Linked DNA regions of Sus scrofa: region 1 is linked to region 2. The links are chromatin contacts, called in public HiChIP or PLAC-seq maps. All regions are on one chromosome and are shown on one strand. Each heading gives the region's core, a stretch centred on a gene start, on an enhancer-like site or on the middle of the called end of the contact. The rest is flanking DNA. Distances are from core to core; before and after follow the strand shown.

Region 1 (6,323 bases), core at 836-3,335, 78 kb before region 2:
ATCCAAGCCGAGTCTGTGACCTACACCACAGCTCATGGCAACGCCGGATCCTTAACCTGCTGAGCGAGGCCAGGGATCGAACCTGCAACCCCATGGTTCCTCGTTGGATTCATTAACCACTGAGCCATGACGGGAATTCCTCGGTGCTCACTCTTGATTTCTGTACTTACTCCGTGGGGTTGAGACAAGCTGTTAGCTGTGACCAGCAGAGGCCTATGGGCCACACGTGGAGCAGCCAGGCCTTCAAGAACCCTCTGCCCCACCCTGGGCTGACCTGGACTGGTCTCCTGGGTTTGCCTGGGGTTCCCTTCCCAGCTCCTTGCAGGCCCCGTCCTCTTCCTATTTCTATACATGTTGCTTTAGTGGAAGCAAAAGAACCAGAAGGCTTGGCCCACCCACTGTAGGAGCCTCGTGTGAGACCGAACACACAGAAGCCTTGCCTTTTCCGTTTCCACTAGATCTTTAGAAATTAAACCTCCATTTTTTTTTTTTTTTTTGGCTTCTTGTGGCTTCTTTCTCTTAGATGTGGGACAAGTGCCCTCTGGAGCTGGGCTGGAATTTTACACAGCTGACAAGAGGATGCCTCCCCACCCCACGCCCTTCCTCCCTCTGCCCCCTCCCACTGAATCCTGCCAGCCAGGTGCCACCCTCTGGGAGACACTGAGGGCATGGGAAGGGGACTCCTAGTGTGGGTACGAGGCATCTCTGCCCTCTCTCTGCCTGAGAGTCTCCGTCCTGGAGTTCCCACTGTGGCATAATGGGATCAGCAGCCTCTTGGGAGCGCTGAGATGCAGGTTCAATCCCCGGCTCTGCACAGAGAGTTAAGGATCCAGGCTTGCCGCAGCTGTGACTTAGGGCGCAATTGGGAACTGCAGCTTGGATCTGATCCCTGGACCCAGGAACTCTGTCCTTATGCTTTGGGGTGGCCAAAAAAGAAAATCAACAATATTCAATTTAAATTAAAAAAAAATGTCTCTGGCCTGTGGTTCAACCCTAAGCCCACATCCTGGGCTTCTCCTCTGGGGAAGGCTGTTAGGATCAAGCGAGGTGGCGGCTTTGTCCCAGCTGAGGTCGCCGCCAGCTATGTAGCCAAGCCTCCCGCCCTCGTCATCCTCTCCTGTCCTGCAGGAAATCCGTGCTCTTGGCTCCCGCTCCGGGAGATCTCTGAGTTTGTTCATCCCCCGACCCCTTGCAGGAGGGGCAGCTCCTCCGTGGTCTCCTGTGGGACCAGCCTCTCCAGAGGACAGCCCACGTATGCCGCTGGTGGCCCTACGCACCCCCAGACCCATGTGACCAGAGCGTCGTGGGTGTGTGTGTGTGGGAACGACGCACAGGAGAGAGAACTAGGAGGAGGGTGGAGTGTGTTTTCTAGATGAGGCTTTTTTCTTGGCTGTGCCCGTGGCCTGTGGAAGTTCCCCGGGCCAGGGGATCGAACCTGTGCCACAGCAGCGACCCCAGATGCTGCAGTGAACATGCCAGAACCTTAACCCGCTGAGCCACAGAGGAGCTGCGAGACTGGTTTTATCAGGGCTTCTCTGGGGACAGACGGGCTCAGTGAGGACCGAGGAACCCCAGCCAGATACAGGCAAAAGCAGCTGCGCTGGGATTTACAAGCTGTCACCGGTCCTGCTGTGGACAAGCCTTCCTGCTTTTCCCTTTTCCTCTCCTCATTCTTCTGCCTTTTTTTTTTTTTTTTCTTTTTAATAACCCTGGCTGCATAGTTTCTCTAAGCCAAACCATCTGTGGACTAGCTTTTATAAGCAGTAATAAAGACAGCAGAGCCCCGAGAGCTCTTTGGGTCCAGGCTCCCTCTCCTGCTGTCCCCAGGAGGCCGGAGGAAAAGAGTTAAGTGCCCCAGAGGGGGGCCTGGAGGTCGCAGGTCCAGCAGGGCCCTTTCCTGCTGCCCGACGTTGCCTGTTCAAAGCGGTGTCTCCCGCGACCGCCTCTCCGTGCCCTTTTGCAGCTATGTCCCAGGACTCTGGGGTCACCTGCCTACGGCAAGCTTCCCGCTGGATGCCGAGCTGGAGCAGCGGAGCTGGGAACCGAGGCTGCTGGGCCATCCGAGCTTCGCGGGTGCCAAGTTCTCTCCGAGGGAATGTACTGAGCTATGCGGATGGGTGAGCCCAGGAAAACATTTCGACAACAATACTGAGCGCCTAGGTGACTGAGAAAAAAAAAAAAAAAAAAGAGGCGTCTGTTTGGGAACAGATTTCGGCCTCCACGTCCAAGGCATTAGTAATCCAAGCAGCAGTGAGTGTGATATTTACTTGGGAAACTATGAAAAGTCATATAACAATGTTCTCTTCGCAGCTTTCATCATCGGCTCGCTGCGCTCCGAGTGCAGTCAGCTACCTACTCATAAACAGGGGTGTACTCTGCCAGCTGGCAGCAAGGCTTCGCACACTGTGGGCAGCTGGGACCCAGGCCCCTTTGGTGCCAGGCATCCACCACCATCCGGCCTGAAGGGCCTGCGGGCCCCAGGAAGCCCAGAACGCCTCACCCAATCAGAGCCTTAAGGACACTGCACACCGCTTGGATCTGGAGGAGGCCGGGGTGGCGGGGCGAATAATCACACGTCTGGTCCAGGAAGCCAGGCCCAAGGAAAGATGAAATCTTAGGTCATCGTGCCTCCATTTTTATTTTATTTATTTTATTTTATTTTATTTTATTTTTGCTTTTTAGGGCCGCACCCGCGGCATATGGAGGTTCCCAGGCTAGGGGTCCCCTTGGAGCTGTGGCCACCAGCCTATGCCACAGCCACAGCCACATCAAATCTGAGCCATGTCTGCAACCTACACCACAGCTCACGGCAACGCCGGATCCTTAACCCACTGAGTGAGGCCAGGGATCGAACCCACAACCTCTTGGTTCCTAGTTGGATTCATTTCTGCTGCGCCATGATGGGAACTCCCACTTTTTTTTTTTTTTAGTCTTTTTTAGGGCCACCCCTGTGGCATATGGAAGTTCCTTCCTGGGCTAGGAGTGGAATTGGAACCATGCCAGAACTGAGCTGTAAATGGGACCCATGCCACAGCAATGCCAGATCCTTATCACACTGAGTAAGGCCAGGGATGGAAGCTGCATCGTCATGGATATTAGTGAGGTTCTTAACCTGCTGAGCCACGATGGGAACTCCTGCCTCCACTTTATTTTATTTTATGTTTTGGCTGAGCCCGAGACATGGGGAAGTTCCTGGGCCAGGGATTGAAGCTGCTCCACAGCAGTGACCTGAGCCACAGCACTGGCAATGCCAGAGGAGTCACCAGGGAACCCTTGTTTTATTTTTATTTTTTTAAATATACCTCTGCTTTATTATGTTACGTTGTGTTCTATTTTTTGGTGGGAGAAAAGGGTGAGAACTGAGAGGTAGAGTGACCAACCACCCCAGTTTATCTGGGTCAGAGAGAGGGCTGTGGGCTCCAGGCTTTAGGTTCTAAAACCAGGAGGGGTTGCTCACCCTAGTGGAGGGAGGGTCACAGCGCAGGAAAAAGCACTGGATTCATGGAGTTCCCATCATGGCTCAGCGGAAACGAATCCGACTAGGAACCATGAGGTTGCGGGTTTGATCCCTGACCTCGCTCAGTGGGTTAAGGATCTGGTGTTGCCGTGAGCTATAGGTCGCCGTGAGCTATAGGTCGAAGGCTTGGCTCGGATCTGGCTTTGCTGTAGCTGTGGTGTAGGCTGGCATGATTTGACCCCTAGCCGGGGAACTTCCATATGCCATGGGTACAGCCATTAGGAAAAAAAAAAAAAAGGAGGGAGCCTCCCTTCGTGGCTCAGTGGTTAATGAACCCGACTAGGATCCATGAGGTCACGGGTTCAATGCCTAGCCTCGCTCAGTGGGTTAAGGATCTGGCATTGCCGTGAGCTGTGGTGTAGGTCACAGGCTTGGCTCAGATCTGCGTTGCTGTGGCTGTGGTGTAGGCTGGTGGCTACAGCTTTGATTAGACCCCTAGCCTGGGAACCTCCATATGCCGCAGGTGCAGCCCTGAAACGACAAAAGGCCAAAAAAAAAAAGTGCAGGATTCAATGTCAGCATTCATGGTTTGTCCCCAACTCACCATTTGCCCTCAGCAAAATCGGTAACCTCTCCAGGGTTTATTTGTAAAAGGAATAGATTTGATTGTTAGGGGAGGAACAGGGTCAAGTTCAACTGTGGACAGAGCAGACAGGTAACCTGACAGTGAAGGGGGCAGATGTGGGGACACAGGTGGGGCAGGGGTGACCAAGGGAACCTGCAAAGAGGCTTCTCCTCTCACCCTGTCCCCCACCTCCAGGCACAATGTGGGCCCTGGGCTGCTGGACATCTGATTTTTTTAAAAAGGATTTTTGGTGAAAATTCCCAAATTCTGAAATCTTGGCTCCTATATTAAATGCTTCCTGTATAGACCACAAAAACACATCTGATTGCCACATTGGCCTCTGGGCAATGGGTTGCGACCTCTTCACCACACAGTGTCTAAGTTCCGGGTCAGTTCTGAAGCTCAACAATTTTATAAACCCATCCGTCCTCTCAGTTAACCGGAAATTAATCACCCAGTTTACAATAAGAATACGCAGATATACATGTGACCACAGCTGACTCCAGGGGGTTCATTCTAAAAAGCAGTCTCTGGAGTTCCCATTGTGGCGCAGCGGAAACAAATCCGACTAGGAACCATGAGGTTGAGGATTCGATCCCTGGCCTCGCTCAGTGGGTTAAGGATCCAGTGTTGCCGTGAGCTGTGGTGTAGGCCGGCAGCTGTAGCTCGGATTAGACCTCTAGCCTGGGAACCTCCATATGCCGCGGGTGTGGCCCTAAAAAAGACAAAAGACAAAAGACAAAAAAAAAAAAAAAGCAGTTTCTGGGGTTCTCTTGTGGTACAGGGGGTTAGGGATCAGATGTTGTCACTGCAGTGGCTCAGGTGGCAGCTGTGGTGTGGGGTTGATGCCTGGCCCTAGAACTTCCATGTGCTGCGGGTGCAACTGAAAAAAAAAAAAAGAAAGAAGTAAAGAATGGTTTCGGGACACTGCTGTAGGATGCTCTCTCTCTAGGTTTATTTTGGTGCTGTAGACTCAAAATTGCTGAGATGCCTGCTCTAACCTGGATGAAACTTGAAAACAACATGCTTCGTGAAAGAAGCCAGACACAAAAGGTCAAATGTTGTAGGATTCCACTGATATGAAATATCCAGAATAAGCAACTTCGTAGCGACAGAAAGATGATTAGTGGCTGCCAGGGGCTGGGGGAAGGTGCAATGAGAAGTAACAGCTAATAGCTACAGGGTTTCTTTTTGGGGTGACGAAACTGTTCTGGAATTCGATGGTGGTGATGGTTATACAATGGCGTGAGTATACGAGAAGCCACTGAAGAGCATACTTTTAAATGGTGAATGTTATGGTATGTGAATTATATCTCAATTAAAAAATACACTGTCAAGGGGTCAACTCTCCTCAGATTGATCTATAGATTTTTTAAAATTTATTTTTTATTATTTATTTATTTATTTATTTATTTATTTTTTGTCTTTTCTAGGGCTGCACCCTCGGCATATGGAGGTTCCCAGGATAGGGGTCTAATCAGAGCTGTAGCCACCGGCTTACGCCACAGTTCACGGCAACACTGGATCCTTAACCCGGTGAGCAAGGCCAGGGATCGAACCTGCAACCTCATGGTTCCTAGTTGGATTCGTTAACGACTGGGCCACGACGGGACCTCCTGACCTATAGATTTTATGCGATCTCAGTCAAAATTCCAGCAGGCTTTTGGTGGTAGATATGGACAAAATGATTTTAGAATTCAAATGCAGATGCAATGGACATAGAATTGTTAAAACATCTGCAGCGTTCCTGCTGTTGCTCAGTGCTTTAAGAACCCAACACAGTGTCTGTGAGGGTGTGGGTTCAATCCCTGGCTTTGCTCGGTGGGTTAAGGAAACTGGCATTGCCACAAACTGCAGCGTAGGTCACAGATGTGGCTCAGAACTGGTGTTAGTGTTGCTGTGGCTGAGGCGTTGGCCGGCAGCGGCAGCTCCAATTCGACCTCTAGCCTGGGAACCACCACATGCTGTGGGTGTGGCCCTAATAATACTTATAACAAAGAATAGTCAAAACATCTTTGAAAATGAAAGGCAAATGTGGTCTTAAAAGCACCTGATTTTAAGAGTTGTAAAACCACAGAAGCCAAGGCAGGGTGCTATTGGCATAATGACAAATAGGTCTGCGAAATAATATAGAGAGCTCAGAAATAGACCAACACAATCACGGACAACAGATTTTCAACAGATTCAAAGGCAATGCAGTGGAAAAAGGAGAGTCGTTTCAACGAATGTTCTAGAACTACT
Region 2 (6,254 bases), core at 3,105-5,604:
GTAGTCGATGTACTGGGTTGCTTCAATTTCTGCTACACAGCAAAGTCACTCAGTTATACATACATAAACACTGGAGTTTTCCTTGTGATGCAGTGAAATTAATCGGACTAATATCCATGAGGATGCTGGTTCCAGCCCTGGCATTGCTCAGTGGGTTAAGGATCCGGCATTGCCATGAGCCCCAGTGTAGGTCGCAGACTCAATTGGGATCCCGAGTTGTCGTGGCTGAGCGGTAGGCTGGCAGCTGTGGCTCCTATTCAATCCCTGGCCTGGGAACTTTCAAATGCTGCAGGTGCGGCCCTAAAAAGCGAAAGCACTTTTTCTTTCTTGGTCTTTTTTGTCCTTCTTAGGGCCGCACTCTCGGCATATGGAGGTTCCCAGGCTAGGGGTCGAATCAGAGCTGTAGATGCCGGCGTATGCCAGAGCCACAGCAACGCCAGATCCGAGCCATGTCTGCAACCTACACCACGGCTCAAGGCAACGCCAGATCCTTAACCCACTGAACAAGGCCAGGGATCGAACCTGCAACCTCATGGTTCCTAGTCAGATTCGTTTCCACTGAGCCATGATGGGAACTCCAGCAAAAACATTTTAAATTTAAAGATTGAAGAGGCACTACCACCACCCCCTGATTTAATAAGGAAGAAATAAAGACCCAGGAAGATAAGGGGCTTCTTTATAGGTCATGCCAATGGCAAGGTTAGAGGCCAGGACACCTGGTTTACAATTAGGTGCTCTCTTGACACCCCTCCACCTGCCTGGCCCATGTATTGGTCAGCTGCAAACTTAAAACGGCCAGTCAAATACATGAAAGGCTCCCGTACATTACTACTAATAAAATAAATGCAAATGAAGACTCCATGGAGTTCCCTGGTGGCTCAGCTGGTTAAGGATCCAGTATGGTCACTGCTGTGGCTTGGGTTTGATCCCTGGCTCTGGAACTTCTACCTGCTGTGGGAGCAGCCAAAAACAAAAAACAGAAAACAAATACTCCGTTCATCTCAAGATCCTTGGAGTTCCCATTGTGGCTCAGCCATAAACGAATTTGACTAGCAACCAAGAGGATGCAGGTTCGATCCCTGGCCTCGCTCAGTGGGTTAAGGATCCAGTGTTGCTGTGAGCTGTGGTGTGGGTCACAGAAGCAGCTCAGATCCCGCGTTCCTGTGGCCGTGGCTGTAGGCTGGCAGCTGTAGCTCTGATTCGACCCCTAGCCTGGGAACCTCCATATGCCATAGGTACGGCCCTAAAAAGACAAAAAAGGAGGCCTACTTCTTCTGTCGGAAGGACTTTGGGTGAGAGAAGGTTGCCCAGGGCCTCTACAGATTTTTGACAAGCGCCCTGTCCCTGCCTAAGATCTGGGCCTCTGAGTCCATCTCCAGGCCCTTGATGTGCGGGCGCTCTGCAGGTGGCACCTGTGTTTTGGGCCCCCTCTGGGCCTCGTCGGTTCCCCTGGCATCCAGCCAGGCGGGAGGCTCATAGAGGCTGGGCTGCTGGGCCTCTGCTGTCCTTGCCACCCCAGCACCTTCGGTAAGTGCTTGTGAGTGGCTGATGTGCCCGCTATGGGCCTTGGGAGCAGGGCAGGGAGGGCTCTGCTTTCTCTGGGTCAGGCATTGAATAAACATGTCTTGTGCCAACCCGGTGCCAGGCGGCAGGGGACACAGGGAGGCGGAGGGGCCCGGGGGCCTGGAATCAGAGCCACCTCTGTCTGCGCCCAGGCCCCACCCTGTCCCAGCTGCGCCTCTCGTTTGGGCCCCCTTCCTCCCCCTCCTCCCCCGGCCCCAGGGGCTCTGTTTCTTCCTCTGTCAGTGAAGACAGCTGAGCTCATGGGAATGCTGCAAGCACTAAGTGAGGTGGAAGGTTTCAGTGCTTGCATTGGCCTGGTCCCTGAGACTAGGGCTTCTTCTTCTTTTTTTTTTTTTTTTAAAGGTCTTTTTAGGGCCACACCCACGGCATATGGAGGTTCCCAGGCTAGGGGTCCAATCAGAGCTGTAGCTGCCAGCCTACACCACAGCCACAGCAATGCTGGATTCTTAACCCACTGAGCAAGGCTGGGGACTGAACCCGAGGCCTCGTGGATGCTCGTGGGTGTGGGGTTACTTACCACTGACCCATAACAGGAACTCCCGGGACTCAGCTTTTGTGGCTGGTTCAGCGAACGGTTTCAGTCACCGGTGTCCCAGCTGTGCTCGGTCTAACCGCTCCTTCCTGGCCCCTGATTCACAGATTCTCAAGCACTTTGACTTTTATGAAGCGGAGGCCCGTGCAGGCGAATTCTCTGTTCTCTTCCTTCACTCTCTCCCTCCTGCTTGTATCCAACGGGTTGCAGGCGTGAGAATTACCCAGAGCAGGGACAAGAGGCCGGTCCCTGCTTCCTTGTCTCTCCCCAGAATCTCCTCGGACCCCTTCCTTGCAGCCAGGGAAGAAGGACACCCTGGGGGTGGGGACGGGGGAGTGGCCTCCCAGGAAAATGAGGACACACCGGCCCTGAGATCGGCGTCTGTCTGTGCCGGGCAGGTGCATGTTGGGGCAACAGGAAGCATCTTACTCGCTCTCCCCTTATTGTCGTGGTCAGTACTACCCAGTGTCTGGGACAGAAATTCTCATTTTGTGCTTGCTGTCGGTGTGAGGGGAGAGGAGTACCTGGGAGTGTGTAGTCTCTTTCCTGGGGGCCTGCAGGGTCCCCTGGGTCTGAGGTGGAGGCCTTGCCTGTGGCCAGAGGGCTGAGCGGGATGGTCCCTTTGCATCGCGGAGCTGCTTGCCGTGGTTTGGGGGATTCCTCACTGAGCATTCTGGCCAAGAGATAGGCTCAGAGACAGGTTTAGGTCAGATAGGGCAGAGAGACCCCACAGAAAATGCCCCTGTATCTCCCGGGCTGTTGGTCTGCAGAGCCAAGGGACAGCCCAGGGGCATGAACCCCATGGCACTGACCCCGCCCATCCTACCTGTGGCCCCCATTGCCCTCCGTCTCAGCTCCCAGGGGCCCTGCCTGGTGTGGACGAAGAGGCAGGGTTTGGAGAATCAAGTGAGCATGGGTCTGGATCCCACCACCGGGGGACACCCTCGCCTCCAGGATGGGCTGGAGCACCAGATTAGGAAGCTGAGGGGCAGGGTCTAGTCCCCAGTTCCCCTGGGGATGAAAGCAGGAGCTCCACTCCATCCACAGGGAGAGTACTGTGTGCCGGACACTTACACACATGCCCTTGGCCAATCCAACCCAGAACTCCTGGAGGCCAGGGCCCATCGCAAAGCACCTGCCTCTTGGTTCTGTGTTGTCTTTCTTCTGCTTGCCCCTGACCCCCAGAGCTGCCCTAGACCATACAAGAGGCCAAAGGGGAGACTCCACTGACTGCAGAGGAGCTAGATTTTCTATTGTAAAGACTCAATCTGGCTGGGCCTGGGGGAAGAGGGGGCATGGTGGCACAGGACTGCCTGGGACAGGTGTTCAGGTTGTGTACTGCACAAGTGTGCCTGAGCTGTGAGGGCAGTTGTCAGGGTAGACATAAACTGACCTACATGAGACTGTGTGGGCAAGTGTGAGAATCCAGGCCCATGCCTGTGGGGAGCCAGGGGAGCTTCTTTGTTGACCCCCACACTGGCCTGGATACCCTCAGAGAGGTACCTGCACGCTCCAGCCATGTAAGCAGTTGGGCCATCCCCTGCTGAACTTGGGGGATGCTCCAAGGTCCTTTTTCCTGCCTGCTGCTCTCAGGGACCCTGAGGGCAGTCCTGACTCAGGGTTTCAGGATCAAGCAGAGGCCAGATAGGTGAACCAATGAAGGAGGGGTCAAATGGCACTTGGGGCAAACAGATGACAAAAGGAGTGGGTGAGCAGCCCAACAGGCTGACCATGAGCCTTGACTTCCTGGGCTGCGCAGAGCTCTGGACCCTGGCTGGTTTTGAGGTCTGTACTGCGAGGCAGGAGTGCCCTTTCTCTTAGTTTAACCCCAGGCGGTTCTGGACATGCTCTCCCAGCCCAGACCTGGGCCCAGGGACAGGTGGGTGAACCTCTGACCTTGGAATTGGAAGTTAAAGCCCGCATCAGCCCCCTGGCTGTCTGCTGCCCCAGCAGCTGCCACAGGCCCCATGGAAGGTGAAGAGCCCAGAAGGGGGCAGGTGCCTTACTGGGGCCCCAGCAGACCCCTCCAGGGGTGCTGGTCCCCTTCCTCCCTCCCACAGGCAGTGTGGGCTCCTTGGGCTCCCAGGTATAGGGCTGGGGTCTGGAGGCAGAGGCAGCCAGAGAGATGGGGCGGGGGGCGGAGGGTGGTGTGTCGCAGCCAGCCCGCCTGGAGTCTGCTCACCCCTCCCCAGGCTCCCGGCGAGAGGCTGGAAGACGAAGCTATTTTTATTTATGATAGTGTCAGTGGGCTGGCCTCTGTCTAGACAGCTGGTGTTATCATTCGAGGCCATCCTGGAATGTGCAGCCCCATTTATTGAGAACAGAAGACAGTGTGCAGATTAAACAGCTCATAAAAATAAGCTGGGAACAGCACTGGGCCGGGAAGACCAAGGTACCTGGCTAGGGCAGTTGTCCTTGTTTGTTTTGGACCTGGGGATGTTTTCAGAGAAAACAAGGAGTGATGGGGCCCCGGGAAAGCCAGCCGCTCTGCTGGGGCCCCTTGGCGTAGCTCATGAGGTGGGGGTGGAGGCTGCAAAGTCTCTCCTTCAGGGGCAGGAGGGGACGGAGGAGCTGCCACCTGGGCTAGGACAGGCCTCTGGAGCAGCTGGTTTTCCCAGGGCTGCTGTGCACCCATCTGCCCTCTCCTAGGGCTCCTGCCCTCAGAACAGAGGCCATTGCTTGTTACCCCAGTGATCTGGGCTTCAAGCCACAGCCAGGGTCTGGGTCCAGGATCAAGGAGAGGCGTGTCCAGGGCGGGCATTTACCGCCTCCTGTGTTCATTCTTCGTTTCTCCATTCATTCCTACTGAGCATTTCCAGCAAACTAAACAGCACCTCAGGTCTGGTCTTCAAGATGCTTCCAGGAGTTCCCTAGCAGCTTAGTGGGTTAAGGATCTGGCATTGTCACCACTGTGGCACAAGTTTGATCCCTGGCCTGGGAACTTCCTCTAAAAAAAAAAAGAAAAAAAAGATGCTTCTAGAAGCATGATGGGAAAGAGACATGAAAGCATAGACTCACGTCTGGAGTGAAATGCTGGAAGCCCCCGAGGCTCTGACCTTACCACTCCCTTAATTAAAGGGCTACCCCATATCCATGAGAGAGAGGCAGGCACCCCAGCCCCACCTTCTCGCTGCCAGCCAGCCTCATCTCTCCCAGTCCCTGCCCAAAGCCTGCCTACCTGCACCCTTCAGCCCAATCCTGATGTCCCACCTCCCTGGGCCCCCCCTTCCCCTCCTCAGAGCCTCTCCATGGGCTGCTCACTCTGCTCTGGATGGTGTTTCTCTAGATCCTACTGGGCACCCATCTCAGACATCCCCACCTCCAAGCCCTGGCAGTCCTTGCGGCAGGCAAGGGTGCTGGCAGATGCCTGGGTGGGCTGTAAAACTCCGGGTCCCCTCACTCCCTGAGGTTCTGGGGAGTGGGGGCTGGGAACTCAGCACATGTGCATGAGGTCGAGTCTGGGGCCTGAACCTGTTAGTCCAGCTGCCCTGTGCCTCAGTGTCCTCATCTGTAGAATGGGGATGAGCTCAGACCCTTGACCTCAGGGAGAGGACCTTGTGGATAAGAGCACTGGCACGCTGTGAGGGCTTCCCGATAGCCGCTCTGTCATTGTCACTTATCCGCTCTCTACCTTCGGGGCCTGCCCGGAGCCGGATGTTTGCTGATGGCATGAACGACGTGACGGGATCGGTGGGGGGTGGGGAGCACAGATTGCTTGGATCTGAGTGGCTGAGGGATCAGTTTCTAAACTCCAAATGCAGAAATGTCAGTTCTAGAAAAAGCAAAGGAAGAGAAGTCCTTGACCCAGAGCGGCCTTGACCCTGAACTTCCCAAGGGGCAAGGCAGCTGCTGTTGAGGCTGCTGTATGGACACTGCATGGCAGAGCTGGAGGGGCCCCGTCTAGGCAGGTGAGGGTTCCCACAGGGTTACTGCAAGGCCAGGCCCCCCTCTGGCCCCAGAAGACAATCCCAGCTCCCCTCTGAGCCTCCGTTTCTGCCTCTGAAGAATGGAGGATGCTAGCAGCTCCCTGCAGGTTTGCAGGGGATGGATCGTCCGGGGCTTAGGTAGCACAGATGCTGCGTGAATGCCTGGGTCCTGGCTTCTCCTATGTCAAGGCCAGGGTGTGGCAGCCCACGCC

Evidence for each region. HiChIP or PLAC-seq counts read pairs in DNA pulled down with a chosen protein or histone mark.
Region 1: a contact with region 2 is called in an H3K27ac HiChIP or PLAC-seq map of skeletal muscle. The contact joins two enhancer-like sites. A contact is called at or near these places in 1 of 5 promoter capture datasets (liver) and 1 of 2 datasets of contacts at active chromatin or transcription factors (skeletal muscle).

The regions. Positions count from the first base shown.
Region 1 is chr6:69,874,178-69,880,500 of Sscrofa11.1, reverse strand. No RefSeq gene overlaps it. Among named protein-coding and RNA genes, the nearest start is that of SLC25A33, 57 kb to the left of the region's middle. Within about 2 kb of position 2,085, at least 34 of the 83 cell types and tissues checked have an H3K27ac peak or open chromatin away from gene starts, as enhancers often do. A contact at or near this core is called in skeletal muscle, where this site is marked.
Region 2 is chr6:69,798,166-69,804,419 of Sscrofa11.1, reverse strand. No RefSeq gene overlaps it. Among named protein-coding and RNA genes, the nearest start is that of SPSB1, 81 kb to the right of the region's middle. Within about 2 kb of position 4,354, at least 11 of the 83 cell types and tissues checked have an H3K27ac peak or open chromatin away from gene starts, as enhancers often do. A contact at or near this core is called in skeletal muscle, where this site is marked.